Regions from separate parts of the Sus scrofa genome. Here region 1 is linked to region 2. The links are chromatin contacts, called in public Hi-C maps. All regions are on one chromosome and are shown on one strand. The core of a region is the stretch at or near the end of the contact, and the rest is flanking DNA. Distances in the headings are between cores, read along the strand shown.

What was found. A called contact is a pair of places that touch in the nucleus more often than the background predicts.
Region 1: a Hi-C map of skeletal muscle shows a contact between it and region 2, with 4 times the contacts expected there. A contact is called at or near these places in 2 of 5 promoter capture datasets (both in liver), 13 of 47 Hi-C or Micro-C datasets (brain, embryonic fibroblasts, fetal heart ventricle and 5 more) and 1 of 2 datasets of targeted methods (skeletal muscle).

The regions. Positions count from the first base shown.
Region 1 is chr3:96,394,221-96,400,361 of Sscrofa11.1, reverse strand. No RefSeq gene overlaps it. Among named protein-coding and RNA genes, the nearest start is that of LRPPRC, 77 kb to the left of the region's middle.
Region 2 is chr3:96,312,209-96,318,584 of Sscrofa11.1, reverse strand. It overlaps PPM1B (protein phosphatase 1B), which reads left to right and starts at 1,307. Exons shown (of 7, transcript XM_003125179.4): 1 at 1,307-1,757.

The DNA of each region.
Region 1 (6,141 bases), core at 1,617-4,116, 80 kb before region 2:
AGCAAAATATCTATAATTGGGAGTGGCTTCCATTCTCACCCAGGTCAAGGTTCCCGAGGTCTAGCGGGCACACAGCTGAGGGCATGGGAAATAAGAATGTTAGATATATACAGATAGATTAAAATTCTCTAATGGCCTTGCATGTAACTGAAACAAATGCATGTATTAAAAACATGACTGGCAAATCAAAGTCATGATTTCTCTTATACGTTTTTTGAAGAATGAGCCTATAGTAAATATTATTTAAAAAAGGGATTCATTTAAGGAGCTCTCTGGTGGCTCAGCAGGTTAAATGTCTGGCATTGTCACTGCTGTGGCATGGGTTTGATTCCTGGCCTGGGAAGTTCCACACGCTGTAGGTACAGCCAAATAAATAAAAAGTGACTCATTTAAAGAACAACAGTAAGCAATTAATGGTGCAGGTATGATTTGAATATGGCAAAAACTCTGAAAGAGGTAAATAAATGACTTAAGTTTGGAAAACACCGATATACACTCCATTTTGGGGTTTTTTTCCCTAGCCCTGGAAAGAAATACATTTTACAAAGCCTGCCAGCCAGAACATATAGACATTTATGCAGCTGTAACGAAGTTTTTGAGAAAAAATATTTAACCCTATTTGTGCAATGCCCTCTGGACCCTAAATTCATCTTTGACTCTCCTTTTTCCCTTTCGTTCCCTTTCTCTTTATATTTAATTGCTTTAAGTCCTTCCTGTCAGTTCTGCTTCTGAAAGCTCTTTATTCATTCCTTTTTTTCCATCTTTAGTGCCTTATCCCTGGTCACTGTCCTCATTATCTGTCACCTGGACTATATCCTAACTCATCTTCTTGCCTCCAATCCAATTTTCCTCCTTCAATCCACTCTCCACGTTGTTGCCAGAAAGGTCCTACAAAAACTCTGCTCTGGGAGTTCCCGTTGTGGTTCAGCAGAAATGAACCTGACTACTGTCCATGAGGTTGTGGATTCAATCCCTGGCCTCGCTCAGTGGGTTAAGGACCCAGTATTGCCATGAAGCTGTGGTGTAGGTTGCAGATGCAGCTCGGATCCTGAGTTGCTGTGGCTGTGGTGTAGGCAGGCAGCTCGAGCTCCGATTCGACTCCTATCCTGGGAACTTCCATATGCCAAGAGTGCGGCCCTAAAAAGCAAAAAAACAAAAACAAAAAAAACAAACAAAAAGACCCCCAAAAAACCAACAACTCTGATCTGAGCCTGTATGCCCAGAACATAGGCTCCAAAGTCCAAACTACTCAGTAAGGCTAATTTAAAGGCACCTGGTTGTTGGTTCTTGCTGACCTTCCAAATTCCGATGCTGGCAGAATCAGGACTAGAAACCCAGGTTGCCCGATTCTCAAGTCTAGTACTCTTCTCAAGACTCTCTGCCTTCTCCAAGAACCTCTCCCAGTTGTTTTCATTCCACAGGTGACACGTGCATGGAGGACTCCTTGCCTTTCTGACACAGGGAATTTTGAGTAAACCCTGTCATGAGCTAGAACATCGCAAAGTAGACAAGACACACACAAGGGTGTTGTGTTCCTTGTCCATTATGAACACACAATGTCGTAAGGGGAAGGCGTAGAAAGGGTTCGCAAGAGAAGGGAATAAAAAGGAAATTAAAGTGTCTGTTAGACAATACTGAATTCATGGAGAGCCCCAGTACCGCATAAGGATTATCTCAGCTATCCTCACATTGCAATTCTTCCCCAAGAAGCAGATGTCTCCAGTGAGCAGACAAGGAGTCATTGGTTAAATTGTGGTCTGGGATCACTTTACAGGAGTGAGCAGAGTTTATCCCCCAACCCCCTCCCCCAGATGATGTTGGACTCGCCTCATCCAATGGAATATTACCTGACAGGATACAAACAGAGGCTCAAATATGTGTGTCTATGTTGCCTGGGCTTCTGGAACTGGCCACCCTATGCCGGGAGAGGAGCCTGCCTCAGGTAGCCATTGTCCTTTCCTCCTGCATCAGGAAATGGAACCACGTGGAGCAGAACTGTGTCAGCTCCTAAGCCTGGAGTCCAGCCTTGCTCAGCCAGCCCGGGTGAGCCCAGCTGGGATCAGACCAAGCCGACTGGCAGGCCTATTAGCAAGAAAAATCAATGTATGTTGTCCTCAGCTCCTGAGATTTTGAGGTGGTTTGCAACGCAGCAAAAATCGACTAATCCAAAGGTAAAGCGGGTTTGATTTTTGTTTTTATCAAGTTCAAAATCAACTCCTCATTTTCCTTTTGTGGATTATCTACAGGAGGAAAGTAATAAGGACGAGGTTGACCTTCTCCCAGCCCCCAGCACATTTCTAGGGCATCTCCCAGCATGCCGACTGCATAATGCGAAAGCTCCGCAGCCTCATTCTCATATTCGCCTGACGAGAAAGTAAATTAGGACCGGTGCACTCCTGCCTGCCTCCCCCACTTAAGTCGCGGTGACACGCAAAGTAAAACAGAAATCCAGCGCCCCTTTGTTATTAAATACCCACGCCACTGCTTCCCATTTCAGAAACTGGGGTTTGTTTTTTATCAAGGGTCTCCGGCGTTGGAGATCCTGTCCCTACGTAGTTCTCACCATAATTTTTTCTAGCGAGAGTTCATGATGCCTGAGTCCTTTTATAAAAGGAATGTTCCCAGGAGGAAGCCAGCAGGGTCAATTGCACAATGTCCTATGGCCTGGATTACACAGACCTCGTTTTCCTCTAGCTGAGATCGCAGAGGACCTCTCCTGTCTTGTCTCTTTAGCCTCTTGTGTGTTTTCCTTCCCCTCCCAAGGTCTCGACAGCTTGCGCCCATTTTCACTGGTTCCTTCCAGCGGCCAAGAACAGCTTCCCTGCAGCCTGGAGCCTCCGCGCCATTGCGGACGCTCTCCTCCAGGTGGCAGTAGAGAGCCGCTCCCTGCCCGGCAGCTTACGTCACCTTGTTTACCGGGCTCCTGGTCATTTTTAGATCTAAGATCATAGGATGTTAATTGGGCCAATGATTCCCCATTCATTTTGGCAAAAGGCCCTTCTTGTGGGCGTTGGGACAAGGGTGATGTCCTTCCTGACAGTGAGATTTTACTGTGAGGAGTATTTATTTGCAAACTTTTGGAATTTCATCTTTAGGAGATGGGAGCGCCTCTCTTCCGTCTGTGCTGTGGGCTTGTTTTTGGGTCACTTTAATTTTGGATCCCAAACAAGGGTGGCGTTAACCAGGGAGAGAGAGGAGGCATTTCCAGAGCCAGCTGAGAGCTCTCAGAAAGAGTCTGCCTTTTTACTTTCCCTTCCTCCTTATAAATAACTACTCAGCAGGAAAGCCCTTGGACTTTGGAACGTGGAGAAATAAGGAAAACAGCTGATTTGGGCAATCTGTGCCCTGATACATTGTGGGGAGACATCTTGAAGCTCAAGGGCTGGGAGGGTCCTGCCTCAGTGGCCCTTACCCAGAAACTGGATCTGAATGTCTCATTGACATCAATCACGAATTTCCTGGACTGGAATTTTTCATCTCAACAACAACAACAAACACCAGTTATTATTCTTTATTTACTACTCCTGCGCTCCCAGCCTGGTGAGGAAAGGGGAGGCACAGAGGAGCCGAATGGCCTAGCGCACCCTCTTAGGGCCAGGTCCTGTGTAGGTTTTGCAAAAGTAAAACCTTCAGAAGCCTTGGGATTTCTGCTTGTTCTGTAACAGCTTGGCTAGGGTAGGAGATGGATGGAAGGAGCTGGAAGTTTGTGACTGTACAAGAGGCAAAATAAACAAATAGAATTCCTAATCCTTTACAAGAGCATCTTATGCTAAAGGAAAGGGAAATTCTATAGATTAATGTGAAAAATAAGCAAGGCTCCAAGTTTCTTAAGTGCCCGTTTTTCCCGTCCACCTGCCATCCCATGCTTTTACATACTCCTGCTGCTGCCACATAAAAACCAACTCCCAGAGAGGGCAAAGTCCCTCTTCCTCAAGCAGGGAGCAATCCGCAGTCCACCCAGTGATCACGCTGGCCTGGAGAAATAGGTGTTTTCATGCAGGCAGGAAGAGAAGGAAAATTCAATTTGGTTCCATTCAACAGCCATTTCTCGAGCTCCTAATCTGTGTCAACTACTCAGACAGGCTATATAGGTCATAAACACATGAAAAGGAATGGCTCCTGCCACTGCGGAATGTCAAGTCTAGTAGAGTTTACAGTCAAAGGGAGTTTTTTTGTTCCTTTTTGAAAGCACATAAAGAAAGACAGGTTGAAAAGAGGCATAACAATAGAAATGGAAAACGCCAGGTCATGGCTTGGGAAAGCATTCCTCCACTTTGGTGGCTGCTTAAGGGGGTTGCTGGGGACCAGGCCTGTCAACAAAGGCAGAGTGCTCGGTGGAGAACAGAAGCCCCACACTCCAGGCACTGTAAGACGACTGAGAGAGGCAGAAAGAGGAAGGTGCTTGCTCAGGGTCAAACAGTGCATCAAAGGGCAGGGATTTGGAGCCGGTCAAGGAGAACCATGGAGCTCTGCAAAGAAAGCACGTCCTCTCCCTGCTTCCAGGTGTACATCCAGGGTAAGCATTTAGACCTGGCTTCAGTTTCTTGCATATATTATTATTTTTTGTCTTTTTCTCTTTTCCAAGGACGCACCCGCGGCATATGGAGGATCCCAGGCTAGGGGTCTAATCGGAGCTGTAGCCGCTGGCCTACATCACAGCCACAGAAACTCGGGATCCGAGCCGCATCTTCGACCTACACCACAGCTCATAGCAATGCCGGATCCTTAACCCATTGAGTGAGGCCAGGGATCAAACCTGCCACTTCATGGTTCCTAGTCGGATTGGTTAACCACTGAGCCATGACAGGAACTCCCAGGTTCTTGCACTTATGATGGGAAGAAATATGTGACTAGGAAGAAACAAGTGGGAGCCTGCTTATCTCCTGTAAAATCACCTCTTTAAATGTCTTTCGTTGAGAACGTGGTGTGAATTCAAATCCATCCACATCACAGGGAGGAGCAAATCAAGAGAAAGCGAACAACGAAGAAAATTGTATTTTTTATGATTCTATAACAATTTTAAAAGATTTTAGAAAATGTTTTAATTGTTAAGTATGAAACCAGTATAGACAACAGCATAAAACAAAGGGACAGCTTAATAAGTTATAGGGCAAACACCCTGGTAAGCTTCTAACCACTCATGAAAGGAGATAGAATCATGTCAGCAACCCCAGCAAGAACTTTTTAAGCCACGGTAACTGCTCCAGTCTCCAAGGACAGATTGGATGTGTCATTTACAGGATGTTCTGAGGCTTCCAAGAAGGAAAAGGGCCCTTCAAGCAGTATTTATTGAGTGGACATAATACTGCTACATACAAAGAATAGGACCTCATCCCCATCCGATTACTCGAAGGAGAAGAGAAAGAAACCAGCATTTATAGAGTGCCTACTGTATGCTAAGTACTTTGCCAATGTTATCTCTAGATGAGATCATTAAGCAGTAACTGTCACTACAGCTCTGTGTGGTTCTTGTTATCCCCACTTTCAGATGAGGATACTGATGCAGAGAGAGATTAAGGAACTTGCCCAGACTCACGTGGTAAAGGCAGCTGGCACTTGAACGTAGGCAGCCTGGCTCCAGAGCCTTTTTTTTTTTTTTTTTTGCTTTTTAGGGCTGCACCCAGGGCTGTGGAAATTCCCAGGCTAGGGGTAGACTCAGAGCTACAGCTGCTGGCCTGTGTCACAGTCACAGCCACAGCCACACCAGATCTGAGCCACATCTGTGACCTACACCAAAGCTCATGGCAACACTGGAGCCTTAACTTGCTGAGCAGGGCCAGGGATCAAACCTGGATCCTCATGGATCCTAGTCAGATTTGTTACTAATGAGCCACAAGGGGAACTCCTTTTTTTTTTTTTTTTTGCTTAGAGCCATTTTCTTTACCATCTTCCTAAATACTGTGCTAGAAACTTCTGTTTGCCCTTCTTTGTTCCTCTCCACCATTCTGCACCCTGCTTTGTCCTACCAATTGTATCAATGGGCTCCTTTACCCATTAGGGTTCAGGTTGGGTTTAGCCAGTGTGTGTAGCAGGCAGGAGAGCAGAGGGAGGAGGAAGTGCCTCCAGGAGGCGAGTCCCTTGACGAGTGGCCTAAGACACAGGGCACTCTCTCCAGCTTCTGGTGACGGCGCCTCCCCTCCC
Region 2 (6,376 bases), core at 58-2,557:
CATCTCGACGTACAGAGCCTGGCAAATAGCAGGCGTTCAATAACTGTGAGAGCGAATGAAGATCAAAGACTAGGCCGAGAGTTTCTAAAACCAACGTTGACTGTGAAACAAAACACGTAAATGTCAAGGGCTGAAGGCCAGGCAGTGCAGGCCTAGAAGGAATAAAATAACCCCTAATAGCACAGAATCTTCAAGGGAATCACCTGTCCCATTTTCTCACGTTGCTTTTTGGCCTCTCCAAAATTTCCCGCTCTCTAACTCATTCTCTTCCCTTCTGGGGACAGGTCAGGCAGGTATACCAGTTTAGCTGCTTTGATTGGTCAGCGATGATTTCATTGTTAGAGAACATCCGGGCCTTTCCCCTCCCCGCAACACCCACCCTCCTCCAGAGCCCTGCCTTCTGAGTTTCCCTCTCCCGCGTGCGCCCCACCCGCCGGCTGAAGCAAAACAACCGCCTCTCCCTAGATCGCTTCTTGTCCTCGCCTGCACCATCCCTTCCAGTCTTTACGCCTAAGAGAGGCGTTTATATCCTCCAATGAGGGCCTAGTAGGACTTTGTTAGCCAATCAGCTGCCAACCCCCTGCAATTCCAGGCGGGACTAGGCCTCCACACCTATAATTGGACAGCCCGTTGGCTCCTTTATGGCGTTTGCTTTACGCAAGGCTTACAGGTCAAAAATAAAGGGGCACGGTCCTCACTGAACGAGAAGGGTCCGCACAGACTCTATGGGTTTGACCGTTTTCGAAGACCAGCCAATCGCTTTTCGAATACTTCCCCGCCTTTTGCGCGTTCATTTAAAAAAAGCCGGTGTGACGGACTTGGAAATTGGTCCGTGACAGACATGTAGAGAAAGCCAATGACTGAGATTTTGGGCCACCCTTTGGACCAATAAGAAAAGTAAATCGTTAGGGCTCAGGCTTTGAGAGGCGGGGCGCAGGTGGGCGTTATTTGATTGACAACGGTCTCTACTTATGGCTGTTAGGGTGGGTTGGTCCCTGGCGTCTGGGAGGTATAGCAGAGGCGGGGCTGAATAAAGTAAATGGTAAAGAAAGGTTGGGTCCCACTCAGTGGGCGGTGTTTGATGGATAGTTGACCTTGCCAATTGAAGGTGGTCACTGGTGCCCAATGGGAAATTAGGAACCCAGAGGCGGGGCATTGTAGGCGGGGAAAACTAAGTAGCGAGGAACCGGGGCTGTGGAACTGGGAGGGAGGGCGCTGATTGACGGGCCTGCCAGCAAACTGGGTACAGCGAGAGGCCGCGCGGCATCGCAGTGGGTGGGAGCTGGGGGCGTGGTTCGCCCAGGGGCGGGGAAGGAACGGGGAGCGGGGAGGGGGTTGCAGAAGGAGCGGAGCGGCTGCTGCTCAATGGCGGAAAAGCCGCCGGTGCTTTGACCGCCTCGTCCCCCTAGCAGTTGCGGGGGAGTTTCCTGCCGGCGCGGCTGGAGTCTCTGTTTCTCAGGGTTCGGTGGCTGGAAGATGCTCCAGAGAGACGAGGCTGCGGCGGAGGAGGTGGCGGCGGCCGAATCGGCAACGGCACTAGGGTGGAGAGAAGGCGGCAGCGGCGGCGGCGGCGGCGTGCGGGGCCCGACGGTGTAAACAGCCCCGGAGGCGGCGGAGGCGGTGGCCGAGACCCCGAGGGGGAACCGTCGGCTGAGGCAGGGTCGCGCCTCCGTTGGAAGCCTGGGCTCAGTGCAGCAGGGGGACTCTGCGGCGGGCGCGAGCGGACGCCCTAGACCTCCCTCCCTCCCTCGCCCCAGGTAAGGCCGCTGGGCGCCCCGCCGCAGGGGAAACGGCTCCCAGGCACCGCGAAGGCCCTGGACCGTATTCGGGGTACCTTTGAGCCACGACTCGAACCTCTGCCCGCCTAATCCTCGCCTCTTTTCCTTGGCCGCGGAGCCCGGAGGAGCGAACGCCGGGCCTGGCTCCTGGCTAGGCCCCTTCCCCAGCCACCGCCTCCGCGCTGGGCCGAGGTTGGGAGAGGCTTGGGGCAGGGAATTTTAGTTTGCTTCAACGCCTAGGAGTAAACTGCTTGTCCCTGTTCTTTGCGAGCATCTCTTCCACCTGAAAGCGCTGGGGCTACTCCAGGCCTTAACTCGTCCCTTCCTGGTGCATGCCTATTTGAAAACACTACCTTTTCCTCATTAGCTTCTGCCCTCTGTGCTCTACTTCACTTCCTTGTTAAATCTTTCTCGCTCTTCTGTTTATGCGTCTTACTACCTCTTTCCTCCTTAGTGACTTTAAAACGTTTCTCTTTCTCTTAGCCCACTCCGGGCTTCTCTTCCTTGCCTTCCCCAGCTATCCTTTTTGAATGTCATTCTTTTTTACCAGTGAAGCTCTTAAATGAAACTGCTATCGTCAGTATCCCCGATCTACCAGAAGCTCATGAAGAATAGACTCACCAGCTTTAAGTGCCAGATCGATTTTTTTTTTTATAATTTAACCGAGCCTAACATCCTTTTAAAAAATATTATTAAACAGAGAGTGTGAAAATAGCCCTAAAGTTATTTTTAAAATGAAGGGCTCAAGGAGTGTTGGAAATGGTTATTTCATATTTCAAGTCGCATGACCTCTAATGTCAGATTGAGCAGATCTAGAACATTTGCCCATCTTGTTTGGCAAAAGGCTTCTTTCGCGTTTCATAGAGGCTCACATTCATCAGTATCCAAGTTGGCTTAAAAACAATTTGAAAACTTGAGAAAGAAGACATCAGAAGAACAACTAGGAAGCTGTTTTGATGAAGTCAGTGTTAAAGACCTTTTAAAATAGGCTCCACATGTTTAATGTATCAAAATAAAGTTGGCGGGAGTCTTGTAAAAGGATTATTTAGGAATGTGAGTAGTCTTAGTGTTATGTAGCTATTTTGGGAAAAACATTCTTTTTCTGTTAACAAACGTTTACAACTCCTGTGATGTGAGAATTACCGAGGTTTATTATGGGATTAACACAGGAACTCATTTTATTTGTGCTACTGCATGGACGTAGAAGTGGTGAATTGTTGAGGGTAGTCAGTGTAATAAGTCAGTATGTTCTAGGAGATGGAGAAACATGCCATCAATAGTGTTAACAGACATTATTTCATTTACTCTCTCTATTGTGCAATAGCAAAGTTCCTATTGTTGGCCTACTTTTAAATAGAGCATTTCTAAATAATGAGACAAGTTATTTTAATTATTATAGTCTTCTCCAAGTGTGCAGGCTAGAAACAAATGTAGTTGAAGTTATGCTGTTAAAATGGTAATTTTTAAAAAGAATAATTAAGTAGGCTTCTTGAATGAGCAATGGATTCTTTCAATAGAACTTTTATTTAGTATTTAGAACAGATTTTATTAGTCAACAGATTTTCTTTCAGGGATGATCCTGGTTTTTACTGTACTTCTTACTTTCAGTGTCTTTTTTTTTTTTTTTTTTATGGCAGTTGTGTTTTCTCCTCTTCGTTTATTTTTGCTCTTTATAAAGTCTTAATACAGTTTCTGCAGTGATTCTTTATATTGCATTGTCAACATGGGAATAGTATTTTTATTTGATCTTTCCTACCCGTTAGTTAACATTTCCCCAGTTTCTTGTACATTATCCTTTGAATTTGTTCATGTTGTGATTATTCTCTTAAAAGTGACTAGTAGAGTTTTCAACATCTATTTTCTTATGCTGGGTGTCTGATTTCTATGAAGGCTCCAGGAATAGTTGAAAACTTTTTCAGTTTGTCTGATAGATTAGTAAATACTCTTTTCTGTTAGTAATTCACATATAATTACCAAATCCCTTAGGATTACATCATTTGAAGGAATGCTGTAGTGTCTGAACAGCTGTGCTTCTAAGAACACCTGATTCACAAGTTGAGGTCAGAAAAAGTAGCTCTCATTGAATGTTTACTTTCTTAGACATTTTTTAATGGGGTCTTTTAATTGAAAATGTGATGCTGATGGACTATCTCTTGGTATTCTTGGAAGAGTAGAATTTGCCATAGTGGTATTTAGCAATGGTGGAGTTTCATTAAAGACTGGCTGAGCCAATATTGGAAGGATTGCAAACATGCCCTTGTAGAGGGATTGGTAAACATTTCTTTGATTGCACATGCTTCTGGGAGTGAATGTTTTTTTCCCCCACACTCATTGGTGTTAGTTATACATGTTGTCTACATTATATGAACATTTGTGTATTATATACAATTCATTTAAAGTACATTTTGACATTATCTAGTATAGAAAATAGTAAAATAGTATAATTCTGACACTGTAGTAGTCCTTCATAAGATATTAATAAAGTGGGTAAAATTAACTTAGTAAAATATGACATAGTATTTCCTTTTTTTGGTGAAATATGCCTTTCACAGTTGACTGATTTTAAGCAAAAATAGTTGGGAAACAACGGATGGTATCAGAGTTCTGAGTTAAGATGTCTTAAATTTTAAAATTCGAATAGCAAAATTTATTCAGGTAATACTTAGCTTAATAAAATTAAAATCAGTGGTAAGAGAATTTGGGGGAATGTGGATTTTTCAGAGATTTTTTCACATTGTACTTGATTCTTTTAATTTTTTCCTCAAGGAATTAATTTTAGGACTTTAAAACCAAATATTGCTGTGTATATTAGCAACTTTAAAATTTTATTGTAGAATGTATCTTATATGTCCCATCAGCAGAATTATGAACTAGGAGGACTGATTAATGGGGAATATGAGATAAGAGTCCTAGAATTGGGTAAAACTCAGAAGTGTAATCTGGACTGCTTCCCATCTCACTCTCTGTACTCAGACCGAACAGTGAAGGTAAAATAATGTAGAATTGGGGAATGCTGATTTTTATAGTTTTTGCTTGACTGTCATAAAGCTTGTAAACTGACAGCTCTTCATCCCCTCTAGCAGCTGATTTAGCAAGTATAGTTGAAGAAAAGATACATGTGTTTCATAATGTTTTCATCCTTTTTTGGTTGTTGGCAATACTTCTTTATATCCAAAACATTGATTGACAGTAAAATAACTTTCGGTCTTTTAAACTAATTTAAGTATGCTAATATCTCTGATTAGCCATGTTGGAATCTCTTTTCAAATGAAACATTTCTCAGGTGATGTAACCTCCTGGTGTAGATTTGATTTGAGTTACATTTTTCAACATTCTTTCTCTCTGGTTTGTCTCCAAACCGGATCACCACTATTTTGACTAACTTGAGTGATTTGATCAGGTAGTTGAATCTGTGTTATAAAAATTAGTCTTCACTGAATTCGTGTTAATGTTATAAAGCTTTCTACCTACTGTTGTTTGATTTCTTAGACTTTATGAAGATTTTGAGATTTGGCTTTTATTTTTTAGTATCAAGCTAAGAAACAGCTACCATCTGGTAGCTCATCTTTTTTTTTAAGTTTTCAGGGTGTTTTATTTTTCCCCTTAAGCTCAATGTCAGTAACAGACATAAACATTTTTCTGTGAATTATGGGAAGTCATGACAGGATTTCTCTAGGGAATTTTTTTCTTTCTTGTGCTACAACTAACTTGTGACCACATCTACAATATCAGATGTTGATATTTGTATTAACTTATATAAGAACCCAGGGGTTTAGCAATCAATTGTATTTTAACTGGTTCACATATTTAGATATTTAACATGGTGTGTAACATTTAAAGCACAGTTTGCCAATATAAAGCTTTTATGACCTAATAAATAGGTTAATATTAACTTGCTAAAAATGGACTCGAAGTTGTCTTTTGGACTATGTTGGAATATCAAGATTGTATTTACCAGCTTTAAATTAATTTATTTCTTGAAAATTAAAGGTCTTAAAGTTTCAAAACATAACATTAGTTGGAAAACTTGTTTTGCATCCTTTTGAACAAAACAAGATCTACTAGGACATAGTCTGATGTTTACAGGTGGAAGACATCTATTTAATGTGAAGGAACTTGTCTTATTCTTAGAGGTGGGAGCAATTACTGGCTGTGACATAGGGAGGACCAGACTTATCTGCGGTACTGCTGTGCTTTTTGTCTCTCTAGAGTGACCTCCATTTCAAAACAGGCTGTGAAAGAAACACGAAAAATCCTTTCCTTCATGGAAAACTGTTGTAAAAGGTGCTTATGTTTTTAGGTATAACCAAATTTGTAATATAAGAAAAAAGCCAAGTGAGCAGATTTTGTTTGCTAGGTATGTACACACCTGAGAAGTAGGTTTGATAAATTTGTGAAGTTCTGAAGGATTTCAAAGCACTTGTAAAAGCTTGAGAGCAATGGCACTGATTCTCAAGTGTAATTGCATTTTCTTGATGTAGGTGTGTATAAGTGCACTCCTGACATTGAAAAGGGGTGGTTAATAGGTGTTCTAATGAGTAGGAAAATCTAGGAGTGTCCATATTACTCATGGGTGCTTAAGCTGTCTTGGCAAAGAG